2 separate regions of the Anas platyrhynchos genome follow, and region 2 is linked to region 1. Evidence: chromatin contacts called from public Hi-C data. All regions are on one chromosome and are shown on one strand. The core of a region is the stretch at or near the end of the contact, and the rest is flanking DNA. Distances in the headings are between cores, read along the strand shown.

Region 1 (3,915 bases), core at 379-2,878:
CATGGTACAATTGCTTTGAGACTGTGAGAGACCAGTAAACCAGCTCTCTGTATGCTTTGTAGTGATCCTCATATTATAGATATGTAGAAAAATGAAACAAACTGCCATTTATGTTTCTTAGTTCCACAATAGTTGGAAGAAGAAGAAGAAAGAAAAAAAGAAAAAAAAAAGCCCACCCACACAACTCAGACATTTTCAAATACATCTCATCCCTTTCTGCTAATTAAACCCATGCCCACAATTCAAACTTTAAGAAAAACATGTCAAGTCCCCCGTTTCAAAACAAAGCAGAACTTAAAGGCTTATGAGCAGAAACAGATACTATTTGGTGTCACTGGGACTATGACCAGTTTCCTTGCATTTGTCCTGTAACAAATGCCCAATTTTCAGGTGAGCTGCCCTCTCCCAGATAAGATTTTATTGCTGGCTCCTTTCCGCTTTATCTGTTCGGAATGCAAGTGCCCTGACATTGCAACAGGCTGCAGTGGGCAGCTGCAGTGACAGGATTAACGCTGACCTGTTTTTCAAATAAAGCACTGGAGCAAAGGTGGAACACACAGAAAATTAGTTTCCATTTTCTGAAGATTTTTTTTAAGGCTTACCATTTAGGAAATAACAACACTGATGGGGGGGAATACTAAATTTAAGGGTGAGGCCAAGCGGAGCCCCGATACTTTCCAGGTCAATCAGACTACTGTAGAAAGAAAAAGGGCAGCTGGCACAACACATCCGGCCAGGGCACTCACAGACCTCAAAGGATGAGCTGAAGCAAAGTAACAGAGCTGCTCGCGTTCTGCAGCAACTGAGCAGACACATAAGGATCTGCCACCTTCTGTTGCTAGTGAGGACGATATAATGACGGAAATAATTAGTTAATCTTTCGTTTAAATAAAGCATTGGGGGAAAATGCTAAAAATAAACACTGATTCATTCCTTGTCAAGGAAGTTTCTCCTGTCAATTATCACATTGTTACTGCTGTTTTTAATCTAGTCAGATGGTGAGATTGGCAAATCCCTTCTGCAGGGGCTTCTGGGTGTTATTTTGTAGAGAATCTTGCTTGAAGGACTGATTACTGCTTTTATGGGAGCCAGTGGGAGTTTGGCCACAGTCCTTCACGCATGTTAATTTGAGGGACTTCCAAATGTTAGCTAATGATCTCAGACTTCTTTTTATGAAAGATGTGTGGGTTTGTTTTGGGGTTTGTTTTTTTGTTTTGTTTTGTTTTTAATCCCTAGCAGGAGGCAATTAAGAGGCTCTGGGGAAAGTTCTGCACTGAAGCTCTGGTCCAGCCTCTCCACAACTCCAGAAGAACTAGCATAAAAAAATAAAAATCAGCAGCATACATTACCACCATACTGGCACATACTGTAAATTTTAATTGAAGATGCTCATATTATTCATCTAGCCCAGGCCACGTGCTTTGCATTGCTCTGGGCTGGGTGTATTTATTGGCCTCCACTTATAACTTGAAAAAACAATTACACGTGTAATATTTTTTTTTCCAGGCACAATACTAATGAAGAAGCAGTAGCCTCGCCCCAAAGCAGGAAAACACGTCAATGTAGAAAATAGAGGCACATGTGGGCGGGGGAGTTTCAATCCCGATTGTTTTGCGAAGCCTCACGTAGCTGTAAAGGAGAAACAGAGAGCAAAATAAATAAAGGGAAAGAAGAAACCATGGAGGCTGCAGCAGCCGCGCAGGACGCCAAGGCCACAAGCCCAAGCAAGCAGCGGGACCGCGGCTCCGCGGCAAGCTCGCAGAGAGGATCTGGGGCTAAAGGCTGACTTAAAAGGGCTTGGAAGCGCATACAAAAACAAACAAAGAAAAAAAAAATAATACAACATAAACCCCCAAACTCCGTCCCCAGCTGTGCTGAGAACAGCCACCAGGTGCCGTGCCCCCCTGCTGACGGGGCCCGGACCAGCCCTCACCGCCCCCCCTGAGATGGCGGCCGCCGGCCCCCGGCCGGCAACCCCAGGCCGCGCAGGCCTGGGCCGGGCCGCGCCTCCCGCCCGCCCCCCGGCTGCGGCTCCCGGCCCGGCCAGAGGCGAGGGGGAGCCCCGGGGGCTGCGGGCAGAGCCGGGGGCAGGCGGCGGGGAGCCCCTTCCCCTGCCCCTTCCTCGCTGCGCCGAGGCCGCGGTGAGTAGCGCTGCCCCCGGGCCGCGGGCGGTGCGGGAAGGGCGAGGGAAGCAGCGGCGGGGCTGCGGGCAGGCTCCCCCCACAGCCCTTTTCCAAAAAAAAATAAAACCCTAAAGCGGCAAAAACGCCAAGCGCAAGACAAAGAAATGCAAGCATCCGAAGGCCGAGCCAGAGCGGGTCTGGCTTGGGATGAATGCTGGACCACGGTAGCTGGGAGTGAGGGGTTCTCAGAAAGGCAGGCTCCGGTCAAAAATGGGCCCTGTCATTCTGCGGCTGAATATGAAAACAGCTTGCAAAACATTTTTTTCAGGCTTCTAACAAAAGAGTTGGGTCCTTCTTTTACCCTGGTATCTAGGCTACATTGTGCAGGCTCATGCGTATCACTGGTTTTGTTCACATGAGTAATTCCATTTGAATTTGGGCTGTCAACGTGCGTGTGTAAAGTTACTCATATGCTTTCTGTCTTCTTTATATATTGAAATTATGTGGGTTTGTATTTTTTCCATTTGCTGGTGCAGCCCAGTAGCTGTTGGCATCAAGGTTATTGTGAGGCAGCACAGTCATTACCCTTTGCCTGCCTGACACCATTTATTTTTCACTGACAGGCTGAAATCTAACTATTCCTCTGAACGCAACCTATTCCAGCTATGCAATCGTATCATCTGTCTTCATGCAGCCATCTCTCACCTGAGTGTTTAATTTATTTTCCCTATAAAGGATCCTTTTTGCACTGACAGGCTCTCCAGTTGTGCCGTCTGATGCTTTTTCACGAAGAAGTCATGAAGTCTTTCATGACTTTTCCCATACTGTATCATCTAAATTCGTTCCGATTCAGACATGATATCTGGATGTTTTAAGATTTGCCAGCTGGAACATTTTATTATTTTCATTGCCAAATGCCCTCTCTTTTCTCTTTTTTTCAGGTTACAGCTTCTGCCATTCTCACAACCTTGTGCATCTTCTCTACCCCTTTCTCCATGCTTGTCTAAGGGCAAAATGTCTTTGGAACAGGAAAAGCACATTGTCTGCCTTCCACGAAGTAGGTTATTTAGTTGAGAATGTTGCTGAGTGTTACATTAGGCTTTCTTTTCCTCAGTTAGGGAATATAAACAATAAGCATGTACAATTCAGCGCAGGTATTTTAGTAATAAAGTTGATAGCTTTTCATTGATACGGTCAGCTGTAACATATATACCACAATACACGAATTCATGCCTGAGGAGGGCAGCCACTGTCAACCACATTCTCCCTAACTTCGAAAATTTTGTGTTTTAGTGCAAAGTAGAGTCTCCTGTAGGAAATGCAGTATTTAGAAGCTGCTTCAGTGGCAGTCCGTGAGCTGTCAAAAAGATGCATTTAGTCACACCTAAGTGCATATAGATGTATTACCTGGAATCTCCTGGCCATCTACCTGCTCTGTCTTGAAGAAATCCAACCAGTAAATTTCGTAAAGCTCTTGTGAAATCCCACAATTCCAGGAACATCGAAAACTGCTCTTTCTGAGGGATGGGGGTGATGACCCATGTACTGGAATGACCTATTTCCAGTGGTAAGATTACAGATTGCTTCCAAGGAAAGGGCAAAAGGCCAAACACATATTAGACTGCCCTGTGAACATGGTGGAAGTTTCTCATTTCTGTCAGCTTCAAGTGTGAGAAGCAGGAACTGTATTTTCTCCCTCTGCCATATTTAGAATGAGAAAAATTACCTGTTTTTATCAGCTGACATCCAAAGGACCATCTTGCTGTCATGACATCTATCCCAGTTACCTGGT
Region 2 (3,915 bases), core at 1,016-3,515, 280 kb before region 1:
TCCCGCATATGCTCAGCAGTTAGACCTAGTTAGAAAAATCTACTGTGACGTTCAAGGCAATCCAGTCTATTTGTCAGTTGATCAGTTTGATGAGAAGAGTCTTCTCTGACAGGGATAGATCCAGCGGAGTGAGGAATATCCTCCATAGCCCAGCAATGCCATGAAAGTTCATAAAGAAGACAGGGGTTATGGTGTTCTACCAACACAGACAAAATACCTAAGCTAGGATCTGCAGTAGTGCTGTTACACTCAGATATCCCAGAGGATGGTGAGAGCTAGCTGAACATGGAAAGAGGTACTTTCCATAAGATTAAATGTATAAAGCAGAGTGCTACAGCTCTTCCCATGGGAAGAGTAGCAGTACTGAGAAAGCTAGCAGGCTTGCTCTGTGCCTCTGCCATAACATCACCTAGAGATGATACAACATCCACGCTTGTAGGAAGGTACATAGGGAATATGGAATGAAATTTGCTTGTTTGCCCAGCACTAAAGTGTCTACGGTAATTGGCACTGAGGTTAGAAATTGAGCCCTTCTAGTGAAGCAATAGAGCACCTAGTCCCCAGTAGTTTCAGGTCCCTAACAAAAAAAAATATTTGTGAAGTCCTTTTAAATAGGGAGTTGCATGCAAGCAGCGCATTTAGGAGATGTGAAGTCCTACCGTCCACCTGGATCAAGTGCATGGTGCATTAACTAAATTAGAATTTAAGAGTGGCTGTGAAATCAGGGTCAGATCAGAGGTCTATCTAATCAAGTCCCATATGTCCAGGACACACAAAAAAGAAGATACCTAGGAAAGAATAAGCTCCAATCATTTCTAGCTTATGGTAGCTCAACTAGAGGTTGTTTCTGTCTATTTAATAAACTTCAATTAATTACACTTCCCTGAACTTGCCTAGCCTGTCCTTGAACCTATCCACAACATCCTGCAGCAAGGATTTCTCTGCATTAATTTTACACTATATGAAAAACCACTTTGTACAGAAGCCATTCTATATATCTGATGATCCCCATTGTCCTTTTACAAACCTTTTCCAGTTCTATTGTACTGACAAATTTTGTCACCTAACAATTAATTTCTTCGAGATCTGTCATTGGCGTGTTGAACAGCACAAGTCCCAGACATCCATCTTTTTAGACATCCAAGCAGTATATATGAATTGGCTTTTCCTTATCCGCATGCTTGCTGACCTTTCAAAGAACCATGACGGATTTTGATGCACGAGCAAAAAGACTTTGTATAGGTTCCTGCCATACAAGTCTGCCCATCAGACACTGGCCAGTTGCCTTATCCTGGTGTACCTAAAGCAAGATCTGCTTTTGGTTTTAATGTTCTTTGTTCATGATTCTTAAAATGTTGAATCAAAGTACTCTGTGGTCACTATTATAGGTCAACACTTTGACTATAATATTTTGACTTCTCCATGATCTATTCCTTCAGTCATACTTCCAAGATATTTAAATTCCCAATAAATTTGCAGATGGCACTTTTTTCACTTCCTTTTCTGAGGCAAATAAGATACTTATACTCATCAGTTGTGGGCAGACAACTTGACATAAAAGGCAGGGTTCAAAGCCTGAAATTTTCTAGATTCTAATTGCAAAATTGCAACAAAAATAAAAGATCTTATCTGAGATAAATTGCTGTTACATAATTAACACTACTTACTTGAAAATATGTTATGTTCTAAAAATGCTAGAGGGTAAAAAAAATACAACAACAATGATGAGATGAAGGAAAAAAATTGTGTACTCCAATTTTCAGGCACGAGTGGGAAGGAACTGCAGAATGCTGGGACAAAGATGTGTAGGACAAATATATCGCCTGCATGTGTACTGTTACCAAAATACTCACTGAAACACATGGGGGATAAACAACCTTATTTAGAATACAAGATTGCACACACAGTTAAAAAGCTGGGAAAATAACTTGAAAACCTAATGAGCATCAAATGGATACTGTGGAGGAAAATGCCAGAGAAATGGCAGGTGTGAAGGCTACGTAAGATGATCTTCGATGAAGAAGTCAAGAGGGTTATGAGTACTTAAGATTTGTATCACTTGTTCAGATTAAAGATGATAGCTCTTAACAGGAGGACGCTACTGACGAATTACATTGTCAAAATATTGTTGTTATATAGGCATGAAGAGTAAAATATGTTTAAACACACAGTTTTGGATATAGTGAGATATCTGTTCAGCTCAAAGTAAAGGATGCAGCTATTGCTTAAAAAGTAGGATCTTGTCTGCAATCAGAAATGTGCATGCTGGGATAAGTCTATTCATGGGAACTACGGGCATTACACTTAAGAAAGACACGGAGTCTGAGGAGAACAAGCATGAAGGTCACGGATTATAGACCTCTGACCAAGGACGCAATGTTGACGTTACTGGATTAGGAAGACACTGAGAAGATACAGTGGTCTGTAAATGATCAGAAGAATGCTGTACAGAGTAAAGTCAATGTTTCTATTTAATTGCTTGATAGTTATGGCAAAAATTAGATTGGTAACAACGCTTAATAACTGTAGGGGTAGGGAAGAAAACTAAAAGGTCACCTAAAATGACTAGTGAAACTACACAATGGGAATTTTTCTACAACCATATTCCTCCTGGGAGTGTAGTTGACCCTGTTCTGTACCAGAGAACTTCTCTAAGTCCCTCCAGACCTGATCAGTGATATCTGTGTTTCTATTAAGTTATGCAAAAGGCTCGATGATTATGAGAAGATGATGATGGTTACCATATTGTTTTCCAAATCAAACCGGCGTGTTATAAAGACTGATAAAAAAAATGTTGACTTAAAAACGAACACCATCACCAACAAAAAAAATATTTTTCCCCTGAAAAATCTACATTTTTATGGAGAAATAAAAACAAAACCACAAAACCTGTATCAAAATATTTCAAATGAAAACAAATATTCTGATTGAAATAAAGAAATACTCCAATTTAAGAGTGTTGCCCTGGTAACCAGGGACACTGTCATTCTGTGGTCCTGTTCTTCCCGTTCTCCCCCATGAGTCAGCCTTCCAGCTCGCCCAGCCCTCCTGCAGCTGGGACTCCTGTTAGGGGCTGTTTTTCCTTTTCCCAAAGGGTGGATCGTGAAATACCACAGTACCTACAGCCCAAAGAGGATGCACAGCTGGAAGTGAACAGGATCTAGAGGAACCCACAGCATAATTTCAATGATGCATGAGGCAAAATATATAGATAGAAATAATTTCTATACAAAATAATTACTTTTCATAGATTTTTTTATTTTTTTATTTTTTTTTTTTTAGGAAACGAACAGCTGTCCCTTGTCAACCACAGCTTCAGAAGGACTCCAAATTAATTTTTGACAAATTCTTGACAGCACCCCTCATATCTCTAACACATCACAGGGAATTATCTGATTCTGTAACTTTTGACTACTTTGGTGTCCCTCACATGAAGGAACAGCTTTTGCCAACATTCACTCCAGCCATTGGAAAAGTCAATATCATAAGCTTCCCCTAAAGCAAGATTCAGCCTCCACCAGGCTGCGCTCAGAGGCTCAGCACTGTACTCAAAAAATGAGAAAATAAAACACTGATAAAATAAACATACCTTCATCCCGATTCAATGGGAAGTCTATCGCTCCTTATTAATAATGTCTCTTCCAGATGAATGATCTGGCGAGACAGCAATTTCACTGTCCTGTGTTCACATTTCAGAGGGGGGCTCTAAAAGGAGCAGCTGGCTGACTTCGTGGAATGGGCCAGCAACTCCAGCAGAGCCCAGAGGGGTATTTTAGGCAATATTCTTCAATAACAGCTTCACGTAGTGCTCAGGTGAACGGCAGTGCCCCACCTAAATATTTGACCTGAAGCTGCCACTGAGCAGGCTCTCCAGCCTGACTTCTTTGATGGATCGATTTGGAATGTGTTAATGGC

Evidence for each region. A called contact is a pair of places that touch in the nucleus more often than the background predicts.
Region 2: a contact with region 1 is called in a Hi-C map of F1 follicle, with 4 times the contacts expected there. The contact joins the enhancer-like site here to the promoter of LOC101789531 in region 1. A contact is called at or near these places in 3 of 8 Hi-C or Micro-C datasets (F1 follicle, liver and subcutaneous adipose tissue).

The regions. Positions count from the first base shown.
Region 1 is chr7:13,904,085-13,907,999 of IASCAAS_PekinDuck_T2T, reverse strand. LOC101789531 reads left to right here and starts at 1,628. Exons shown (of 9, transcript XM_005017512.5): 1 at 1,628-2,141; 2 at 3,065-3,180. LOC106016410 (a long non-coding RNA gene) reads right to left here. Exons shown (of 6, transcript XR_005266971.2): 6 at 3,670-3,910.
Region 2 is chr7:14,180,226-14,184,140 of IASCAAS_PekinDuck_T2T, reverse strand. No RefSeq gene overlaps it. Among named protein-coding and RNA genes, the nearest start is that of GLI2, 22 kb to the left of the region's middle. Within about 2 kb of position 2,265, at least 1 of the 8 cell types and tissues checked has an H3K27ac peak or open chromatin away from gene starts, as enhancers often do.